2 separate regions of the Podarcis muralis genome follow, and region 1 is linked to region 2. Evidence: chromatin contacts called from public Hi-C data. All regions are on one chromosome and are shown on one strand. Each heading gives the region's core, a stretch centred on a gene start, on an enhancer-like site or on the middle of the called end of the contact. The rest is flanking DNA. Distances are from core to core; before and after follow the strand shown.

Region 1 (5,428 bases), core at 834-3,333, 190 kb after region 2:
ATGGTCAGAAGGAAAGGACACAAGGAGAGGTTCTATTTAAACTGTCTCATCTTGCAAGTTAACTGCTCACAGATATGACAATGGTAACATTTTAGAACAGTTATTGTACATGAACTGCCTCCTCCAACCAAGAATAAGCATACTCACTTGAATATTGCCACAAAGGCAGCAACTCTCCAGCCCCAACGCCAACCGTAACGGATGAAGCCCCTGGTTGCTGCACGATGTGCAGTTCGCTATCAAGAAAGTTACAAAAGTTTAAAGACATTGTCAGGCCACACTACCAATTTTTATTATGCCCCAAATGACATTTTATATGTACCATTCCTGAGGTTAATGAGAAAAGGAGGCCTACTAGTAAGGTATCTTACATAGGGACTAAAATATTTGCTTAGAAGCAGAAAGAATCAAAGAAGTCCAGTATCTCCCATTTCACACAATTTAGTTATTTATTTTGCTTCTGCATGCACATCCCCACCTGCGCCTTTATAGTCTGGATTCTGGACTAGACCCTTGCACCAGAAACAATTCAGCAGGCTTTACTGTTGACAAAACTATGGACCACTCAGCTCGTTTGTACATGCACATAACCTGCTTTTTTATTTCTGGATTTTTCAGTACTCATCTCAGATCTAAACATTTTAATTGCCTTCAGTTATATTATCCAGACTATTAACCCAGGCAATATGGAAACGCTGGCTGTGATCCTCGATCTAGCCCCATCAAGTCCAGTTTCTTGTTGTCACAGTGGCCAACCCAATCTTTATGGAAAGCCCGCAGGCAGAACATAAGCACAATGGCACATTCCCACATGTTCCACGGTATGTTCCTGCTATTCACAGGTACACCAACTAACAAGACTGGAGGCAGTATGCAGCCAACATGACTAGTAGCCATCGACAGTTTTATTATTGATGAATAATCCCCTTGTAAAGCCACATAACCTGGCAGCTACTATTACATCTTCTGGCAGCAAATACCATCCTTAACTATGTGGTGTGTGAAGGAGCACTTCCTTTTGTCCTAAATATTCCAGCATTCAGCTTCATCAGATGATCACAGGTTCTAGCATTATACGAGAAGGGAAAAACTTGTATCTACTGTAATCAGTTTTTCCATACCAAGTACACACCTTTATCATGCCCTGCACTTTCTCTAAACTAAAAAGCGCATAACATCATAACATTTCTCTCAGGTGAGTTGCCCCAGCTTCTTGATAGTTTTGGTTGCCCTTCCCAAGCTCTACAACCGACATTTTGAAGTGCTAGTGACAAGTGTCCATAGCAGTCCTAGTGTGCTCACTTAAGGAGATTTGTGTAGCGGCTTTATTGAGAAGACTGATTCGATGTGTGCTCTACCATGCCAGGAATCTGTCCGTACCGCAGCATCCAAGCGATTGTGGAAAATCTCTCCTTGGCTCTGCTCAATGTACCGTCTCTTGGCGTTTATAAAACCGGGTACCCCGCCATAGACCATGCCGACAATGCCCCCGCAAAACGTTGCTTTGATGATATTGACCGTTTCTTCAGGATACCGATTTAGCTCGCTGCGGGAGAAAATGCTTCGATGAGAACGCAAGTCTTCTGGACATAAAAAGCCCCCTTCACGTTTCAGAAATCCCGACCCCCCCCCCCCCCATGCAACCCCAGCGTTAAATGAAGCCACATTATCAACAGAGGCTGAAAGTGCCCGTGTGAGGCTCGAGACAACTTAACTCGGCATGCGAGTGGGCTTTCAGCAGAGCTTTTGCCTTCGCGTCCATTGCCAGCCCCGCGCCCGCCCCGCCTGGCTGCAAGGAGACGGGGGCGCCTGCCGCTTCCCGGGACACCCTCGCATTCTTGCAAAACAAAACCCTCGGGCTTACTCTCGCCGGAAGAGCTCCCGGACCCGCTCCCAGCCCGAGCCCGAGCCCGGCGGCTCCGGCCTGCTCAAAGCCCTGGGCTGCCCCGCGGCCAGCGCGGGAGAAGAGGCAGCCGAGACTCGGACCGGCCCCTGCGGCGGCGCCAGCGGCGGCTCCATAGCCAAACAGCCGAGCGCTCTCCCCCAGAAGCCGCTTCCCAGGACCTTCCCTCGAGGACTCAGCTGTGCCGGAAGTGGGCCAAGGAGGAGCGCGCCGCCCTGGTGCCTTGGAGGACGCAGCGCAGGCAACTCCCCGGCTGGAAAGCATTTCCGTTCCACCCGCCGCCCCCACCACCAACCCCCGGCCAGTGGGTTATGCGAAGCGGGAGGCGGCGCGAGCTCGGGGGAGGGAGGTGATGGATTCCCGCCACTGCGCGTGCGCAATCCTGACCAGCTGCTTTGCTGGAAGCGCCGTGCACACTCTGTTGCACCTCCTCTGCCCCTATTGTCGATGGAGTGGAAAGGATTTGGGGTTTTAAAAAGAGCGTGGTGGCAAGATATTAATATTGGGGCACGACAAGCGGAAATTCCCTTTTTTGCACGGCTGTTGAGGCTCAAGAGCCCTGTCTATTTTTGCAGACGACTTATTTGCTCTGGCTTTTTTTTAAAAAAAGCGGAACGATATACGTCCACTGCTGTATGTATTCCTTCCCTTTGACGAAGCCTATCAAGGCAAAGCTAGTAAGATTTAACGCTTCCAGCTATATTTAAAAAGCACTGCTACTGGAGACTACAGTGCAAACTTGCTCCAAATTCTGTTGAGGAACTTAAAGCAAGGTTCTTTTAACTGTACTAAGGGTAAATATGTAATGCAATCCTATGCACTTTTGATTAAAAATAAGTTCCATCATGTCCAGTGATACCCACTGTCAGCAGCAGTTGTACTTAAAGTTACCTTAGTTTTCATCATTGAGCAAAGTTCCATGCTCTTATCCTGAATGGAAAAGAAAACAAGAAAAGCTTGCTGCCTGAGCTTCCCGACACATAGCTACCCAATGGGCAAATTGCAATACGTAATTGGAATAGAGCAGTAAAGTAAATCCTTAAGTTTATAACCTTTCTCACCAGCCCAAAACACATTTGTGACAGAAACAAAATACAAGTAGTTCATTGCTTGTTATATCATGTAGGGCATGATGTGTCGGTTGCCCAGGTTCTTTGTTGTCACGATGCTTTAAAAAAATCGAATTTCAGTATTAATTCAGCCATCAAAACAGGTTTTTCTTTTTTAATCTAAAAGATCATTTAAAGATGAGTTTTAGAACATACCAGATTAATTCCCTTCACTGAAGATAAATTTAGGGTTTTGTCTCATTTTTTAACATTCTTCCTCCTCTTTCTTATCCAGCACAATAATGCCACATACGGTAGTTTGATTTCCTGAGTTAATTCTTCCATGTCTGGTATTGGTCCCTCTTCCTTACACAGCATCTGCAAATTTGTTTTAGTGTCGTGCTGTTTTTTCTTCTTCCCCATCATCTATAAGCTCAGTGAGGAAGGTAATGAGGAATACTATGCAGCACCAGTTTCCAATATCTACAATACACACACGCCATACTCAGGAGACACAACCAGTAATTAATATAGCATTCTGTGGCATATGAAATTTTCTCTCACCGCCTCCCAGTGAGTGCAGGCCTGTATAGCAGTGATCCAGGGGTGCGGAGGATCAAAAACCTGTTACTATTTCTGCAGCATGTATAAGATTATTGTGTAATTATTGTATATTACATACTGTATACTCTTCGGTTGTATAGGAACATGGCTGTGACTATTTATTTCAGCCCTGTGAAATACATTAGGCCCAAGGCCAGGACCAAAACACCTTAAGGACTACTTCTCTGCATATAAATCTACCCAGATCCTGTGATTACCATCTAAGGCTGTTCTTTGTGTGCCTCCTCCATGAAAGGTTCAGAGCACGGCAACTCAGCATAGCTGTCAACTTTTCCCTTTTTTAAAGGGAAATTCCCTTATTCCGAATAGGATTCCTCGCAAGAATTGACAGCTATGCAACTCAGGAATGGGCCTTTTCGGAGGTGGCTCCGTTTGTAGAATATTCTCCCTAGGGAGGTTCTGCTGGCGCCTTCATTATACACCTCTAGGTGCCAGACAAAAACATTTCAATCAGGCCTTTGGCTGATTAACATCTTATATCCCTTTTAAATGTGTTCATAGGAGGATGTGGGGAGGGGGGCGGTTATTGGTTTGTGGGTTTTTTCTTGTTTTTATTATGTATTTTGTATTTTTATATTGTGAACCACCCTGAGATCTCCAGATGAAGGATGGTACACTTTTTTTAAAAAAAAGTTAAATAAAAAGGTGAGCTTCATAGCTGAGGATTTGAACCTAGGTCTCCTCAGCACTAGTTCAGCACTCTTAACCACTATACCACACTATCATGAAGGGACCCTGCACTTCTGAATTTGCCAGTACACTACCGCTGAACACATACTGTTGATTTATGCAAAGTGAACTATGAGATCATTTGCCAGAAACTTGGACTATATTTGAGATTCCTTCCAATTTTTTTTTACTATGGCAGACCAACACGGCTACCTATCTATATTTGAGATGTGAGGGATGGGACACACAACCTGGCTGTGCACTTCTCAAGCTATTTCCATGTGGATGTGGAATGGCTTAACTGCCATCTTTTGCAGGGCTGCCATTTGCTCCATAGCACTGCAAGCTTTCTCATTCCTCCCCAGATTTTGCAGCGACATGGAAATAAGTCCTTGAATAGAAGTGGCAAGGTGGCTTTTCACAAACAAGAGCGAAGGAGAAAGCTGTGCTGATCTTTTCTCTCTCTAGCTAATAGCAGCTTTGGGGAAGTAGTTCAGATCAGGAAAAGAGTAAAACCTCTGTCTTTAGAATCACTTCCCCAATCTTCAAAGGGGCTACGTCAGGCTGTTAATTAGTTATAAGAAAAGCAGGGGAGTAAGAGTTTCTGACCATAGATCTCCCACATACTGTCTAGCTTTGCCTCACTCAGTCATGAACTCTATAAAGCTGGGTTGGTCAGCATTTCTCAGCCTAGCCTAGGGAAGTTTTTAATGTTTGAAGTTTTACAGTGGTACCTCGGGTTACAAACACTTTGAGTTACAGACTCCACTAACCTGGAAGTAGTACCTCAGGTTAAGAACTTTGCCCCAGGATGAGAACAGAAATCGCGTGGTGGCAGTGAGAGGCCCCATTAGCTAAAGTGGTACCTAAGGTTAAGAAGTTTCAGATTAAGAACAGACCTCCGGAACAAATTAAGTTTGTAGCCAGAGGTGCCACTGTATTCTGTTTTTAGTGTTCTGTTGGGAGCAGCCAAGAGTGGCTGGGAAAACCCAGCCAGATGGGCGGGGTATAAATAATAAAATTATTTGTTGTTGTTGTTGTTGTTGTTATTTATTAGGGTTGTGTAATCATTCATTTTAATGATTATTTTGAATTGCTTTAAAAAGTTTTTCATATTGCTGTGTACCACATTGATGTTTTGCAAGAGGGCAATATATAAAGACTCGAAGTTTGCAAAGAACTA
Region 2 (5,329 bases), core at 1,807-4,306:
CATGCATTCTGTTCTCCCAGACTAATCATGTTTCTATTACGGCTACACATAACTACTGTATTCTAATTGTGATTGCACAATGTAATTATTTTTGATCAGATAACTCTCAATTTGTACTAGATTCTCTCTTTCCAAAAAGTATGCCGATAATGACGGCCCCATTATTCTTTACAGCTAAAATGAAAGGATATTGCTATGGATAAGGATATCTCAACCTGTCTTTCCCTGGGAGTCATTCTGAGTCCTCCATGCATCCACATTCCACTTAAGCCTCTGGGTTGTTAGAAAAAGTAAACTAGATGTGGGATACCTTTGGCCCTCTGGATTTGCTGAACTGGATACAACCGCCATCATCCAAAGCCATGCTTGCTGGGGCTGATGGGATTTGTAGTTCAGCAATATCTTGAGGGTCAAAGGTTATTCACACTTGATTTAGAGGAAACACCTTACCAAATGACCACTGGACAAGTACCTACTGTTCAGGGTGAGAACAGTAGTATCTCATTGCTATTTTCACTAACGCACATCTGACCGTGGGCCTGTTTTCTACTTGATTGTTATGTGGAAATATGTGTGCAAGAACAGCAGTAGCATTCTGGTATGCATATGCAAAGTGGTTCTTTAGTGCTTGGTACAGTAGTTGATGAAAGAGAAGATCCTCTTTGAACTCTCTAACCAATTCAAAACATTGAATTTGAAACTACATCAGTTTATGTTTGTGTTTAGGATCATAGTCATTTTGTATGCGGTACGATGGAAAATTGACAGATGAGGCATAGGCCAATGAATGCTTTGAGAGGGAGGTGGGGGGGGGGGCACCAAGCAGCAAAAGAAGGATTTCTGAATTGTCACAACTCCATTTTGAAATGGCCATGAAGAGAAGTGAATTTGCCTTGCCTCGTTTGACCCTTCTGTGCAATGGGAATAAACAACAAGTTGGGCTTTAAAAAATGCTTTTGAAAAATTAATGCCTACTTTTAAAGAATTCTGAAGGCAAAAAGAAGAAGAATGAGAGCTAAGCTATTTTTATGTTATTACTGAGGTCAGGAAAGAGCTGACAGAGATTAAGGGGATCCAGACAGAGCACACAGGTGCCTATTAACAGTCTTTAACAGACTGTGCTTATTATAATAATCTAATTTAACTGAAATGGGCTTAATATTATAATGCTATAAAGTCATTTCCATGGTCTCTTTATATATACTATTGTTACTATGCATGAATGCAATAGTCTGAAAGAAGACTGAGCAGGGTGTAACAGCTAAATAAGCTTTCTGACGGCACTTGCTAATTTTCTGCTTCTTCCAAATATCCTATAATACATATTTCTATGGTTACCCCTGGTTAAAAATATCAAATGCTCCATTAAAATAGTATAGGGGTATGCTACATAAAATATATACAATCCACTGGAGATCCAATTCTTTTTGGCACTGTCACTTGTTTCCTAACACCACAAATACATTTCTTTCTCTCCACAGTTCTTTCTAGGACCAGGCATCCTATCAATCAGTTGATATTACTGCACGTGCACAGTTTGTATGGGCTGCCACTTGCACAGCGGCCATACAGGCAAGAGTGGCAGTCCGTCCGGATGCCTGTACGGCCGGCGCATGAGAGCGGCAGCCCATACGGACACCACGTGAGCAGCGCCCATACGGACTGCGGGCGCCCTTGTTAGCTCTACAGCCAGGGGGAGTCAGGGGCCATCTTGTCACCCTGGGCAGACCACCCCCTCCGCCCCCTTCCTACGCCACTGCTCAGAAGATGATCGAAGCCTCTGGGTAGGTAAATGTGGGAGGAGACAATCCTTCCATTTAACCTCCTTTAAGTACACTTCCCTTAGAATAAATTTATGTTTATATACATGTTCAGAGTGAGTTGGCTGAATCCTAAAACTTGGAACTGGAAATTTAGCACTGGGCCAGGTTGGCTCATGTACCAGTTCTGTACCACCCTGCCCAACCCATCCCCTCCATCCCTTATTCATGTTGCGCCACTGCGTCATCCATTCAGCTGACTCAGCACAGAACTTCCTCCATCTATTTCCTAGGAAAAGGAAAGGCCCACTTTATTTGCACGAACTTGCTCTAAACCTGCTGTTTCACTCTTTCCCACATTAGACACATCTTACGTTATAACATCATGACTCAAAAGAACTTTGGTTATGGCCAAGTCAGCATATGGAATTTCAACATAGTTAATTCGCCCATGCTACTCAGTTGGAAGCATCCGTTTTCACTTCCAGAATATTTGGTCCCACAGGTAAGAACCGGTAACAAGTCTTTTGTGCTGTGCCAGGTCATGCTGCAACTTGTGTTTCATGCGTAAATGCACAGTCACCTTTGCTCTTGCAACATGCATGATGCAGCAGTACACCCAAGGCACACCACTGCACTGCTAAAACAGGTATCTAGGGATAGAACTTGTCCCATTATCGTAGCTCTTAACATCCCACTCTATGAAGTATCGCAGGCTTTTGTTGACCAGGTTCGCTTTTATTGTTTCACACTGTGCTTCAACACACAAGGGTTGTTAACGGGTTATTGAGTGGGTGGAACTTGTTGGCCGTTTGACAGCTGTTTTCTCCAAACCACTTAGCTTGGAGCAACTCCCAGCGGGACTACTCCAAATACAAAGCAGTTTTAAGTCATGGGGGCTGCAGTATTTTGCGTTTGTTATCAGAACTGCGGAAACAGGACTGGAATGTGGTGTCTCCTTTGCTCCCACAGCCTTACTAATTCTAAAACTGTAAATTTTCAGTTCAAAGCACCCCAGAAGGGACAAGCCCTATAACCTAATGGGGTGTGTGTTTTAATTATTATGCTCACCATATTGGGTTCTCGAAATTGTCCTGTTAGGACTAATTCTTAAGCGACAACACAAGAAGCAGCACTAGAGGGGAAAGGTGCCAACCCGGCCTTCTACCGGTCTAGCCTGACATACGTGCAGTGATTGCTTTTACTGGCCCGCAATGGTTAATGATTGAAAGGGAGGCTTATCCTTCTCTCCCGCCCTGCTCTATACCTCGCTGCCAGCTGGAAGCAAAGGCTCACAACAGCCTGGGGTGAAATATGATCCCATTCCAGGTTCCGCGGCGCACTCCCCAAGCCTCCTTCGCTTCTGGGCCATTGTGGAGAGAAAGAGAGAGAAGCGCGCGCGCGCTCTTTTCCCTGCCCCGTTTCTTTTCTCTCTCGCACCGGCCAGCGCCCGCCTGGAGCTGAAGGTGAGCCGGGAAAGAAGCGGGGAGGGACGCGGCGAGGGAACGAAGCAGCGAGGGGAGGACGACGAGTCCGACGAGGAGGGACGCAGGGGGGAGAAGGCGGAGCTTCCCGACCGGGAGGAAGCGCTTGGCACCCCCTGCAGCAGCAGCAGCAGCAGCAGCAGCTTCTGAGCAGAGAATGAAGCCCGAGCGGAGACGCCGAAGGAGAGGCGGCAGCAGCAGCGGCGGCGGCGGGCTGAGGGAAACAGCCAGAGCGGCCAGGTAGGCGCCTCGCGGGGCGGAGAGCTAAGCTGAGGCGAGCGGCGAGTAGCCGTACCGGGGAAAGAGTCCGAGGGGATGCCGGTGTCGCCGCGGCACGTGGAGCCGAGCAAGCCGGGCAAGGGAGTGGCTAGGGTGGGTCGGCGGCAGGAAGAGCGCGCGGGTGGAGAGAGACCCCCTTGAGGAGCGCGCCCTGGTCTCCCGGACCCGCCGGGCGCGCGAGGCGCTTGTTTTCAAGGGGTGTTTGTGGCGCGCGGAAAGTGGGCTACGCTTGGCTTTATGACCGGAGGGCGGGGAAAGGGGAGAGAAAGAGAGCGCCTAAGCTCCGGGCCGCCGGTCTCCCTTCTCGAGGGCGCCCTGCTCCAGCCCTTCCTCCAGTTTGGGGAAAGGGGAGGCGGCCGTCTTGCGCGTGAGGCTGAAACAATAGCGGGCTGGTCTCCTTCCCCGCGCGCAGATGGGGGTCTTAGAGGGGCGGCGGGGCGGGAACTGGTGCTCGGTCTGCCCCCACTTCTTCCCGCCCCTTCGTCTCTGTATGTACCCCCCCCCACACACACACACCGCGTGTTTGGAGAGGCAGTTAGCAGCAAGGAGCAACAATTTATGCCTTAGCTTTATAAGTTTCCCTGCCTCTTTTTTTCTTTTCTAGGGAGGAGCAGACCTGAGCTGTAGGCACCCGAGCGAGCGAGCGAAACTGAGCGCGAGCAGCTGCTGAACGGGGCCATCCCAGCTCGGGTTGCTGATCTGCCCCATCCTTACAGTTCAGCAAGCCGAAGAGACGAAGCCCCTCCCGAACTGTCGATGCAGTCCGTGCAAGAGGACGCTCTCAGCCTCGCTTTCCCTCTCGTCCAGGAAAACTAGCAAGAGACACCTACAAAACTGGTTCGGATGTGGGCAGACCTGACCCTTCGGGCTCTTTTTTGTGCACGTGAAGAGCTTGCAAAATAGCCCAGGTTGTTAATCCTTGGACACATAGCCACTTCTTGAGCCGAGAGACGGATCTTCCTGCACCTTTCTCTTTACGGAGAGGGTTGATCAAGCAAGGAACTGTGTACAGTACTTCTTTACCGTGCTGTGGGAGAGGGAGTAGGAGAAATCAAAGTAGATGCTGCAAAACACAATGTGTTGGAAAAGCAACGGTGTCTGTTTGGAATAATCATTTAGCATCTGAAGAAACATTCACGCCTCCCACTAAGCTTGCCCTTCACTTTGTCTTTTTAGTATTATTCCTTCCCCCTGCTGGTTATCTTCCGTACCCCCTCCCCGGTGTGTTTCGACTCTACCAAAACACTCTTTTCTGGAAATATAAACCAGGTGGCGGTTGACAGCTGAAGATAAAAGAATAAGCAAGAGGTGAACTGGGAATGAGAGTGATGCCCTTTTATCTCCCCTCTTCTACAAAGATGAGGTGCTTTCTGCTGGAGCTGACATCTCTTCTGCTACTGGGTAAGAGGCTGCCATTCTCTGTCAACAGTCCCTGGCAAGTTTTAAACTCACCATTAACCCCCCCCCCCCATCTAGCAGTGCTTTCTTATAGCAAGTCTGCCTTTTATCATAATCTTCTGGGCAGTTCCTTCTGGTATATAACATCATGTTGTTTCCCTCCAAAAGCAGAGTTGTTGTTGTTGCAACTTAAAGACAGGGGACTTCTCATCATGAACTCGCTTAATTTATATTGTTGTCGTTTCTAGCCCTTTTTCTGTTGTGCTTTAAATAGAATTGTGTCTGGTTTTGGGATGCCACATGCAGAATTGAATTCAGTCAGCAGGGCTTTCATGCTGAAGGAAGTATTTGAGTTTTGAGGACAAGTACGGAGCCAGCGGGCAACAGAAGATGTGAGGTTGCCAGTTG

What was found. Hi-C and Micro-C count contacts between places; a contact is called where the count stands out from the background.
Region 1: a Hi-C map of tail shows a contact between it and region 2, with 3 times the contacts expected there. The contact joins the promoter of TIMMDC1 here to the promoter of IGSF3 in region 2. A contact is called at or near these places in 2 of 3 Hi-C or Micro-C datasets (blood and tail).

The regions. Positions count from the first base shown.
Region 1 is chr4:42,546,610-42,552,037 of rPodMur119.hap1.1, forward strand. It overlaps TIMMDC1 (translocase of inner mitochondrial membrane domain containing 1), which reads right to left and starts at 2,084. Exons shown (of 7, transcript XM_028726884.2): 1 at 1,865-2,084; 2 at 1,381-1,546; 3 at 148-236. The coding sequence starts at 2,019.
Region 2 is chr4:42,358,915-42,364,243 of rPodMur119.hap1.1, forward strand. IGSF3 (immunoglobulin superfamily member 3) reads left to right here and starts at 3,057. Exons shown (of 11, transcript XM_077927253.1): 1 at 3,057-3,484; 2 at 4,128-4,924. The coding sequence starts at 4,843.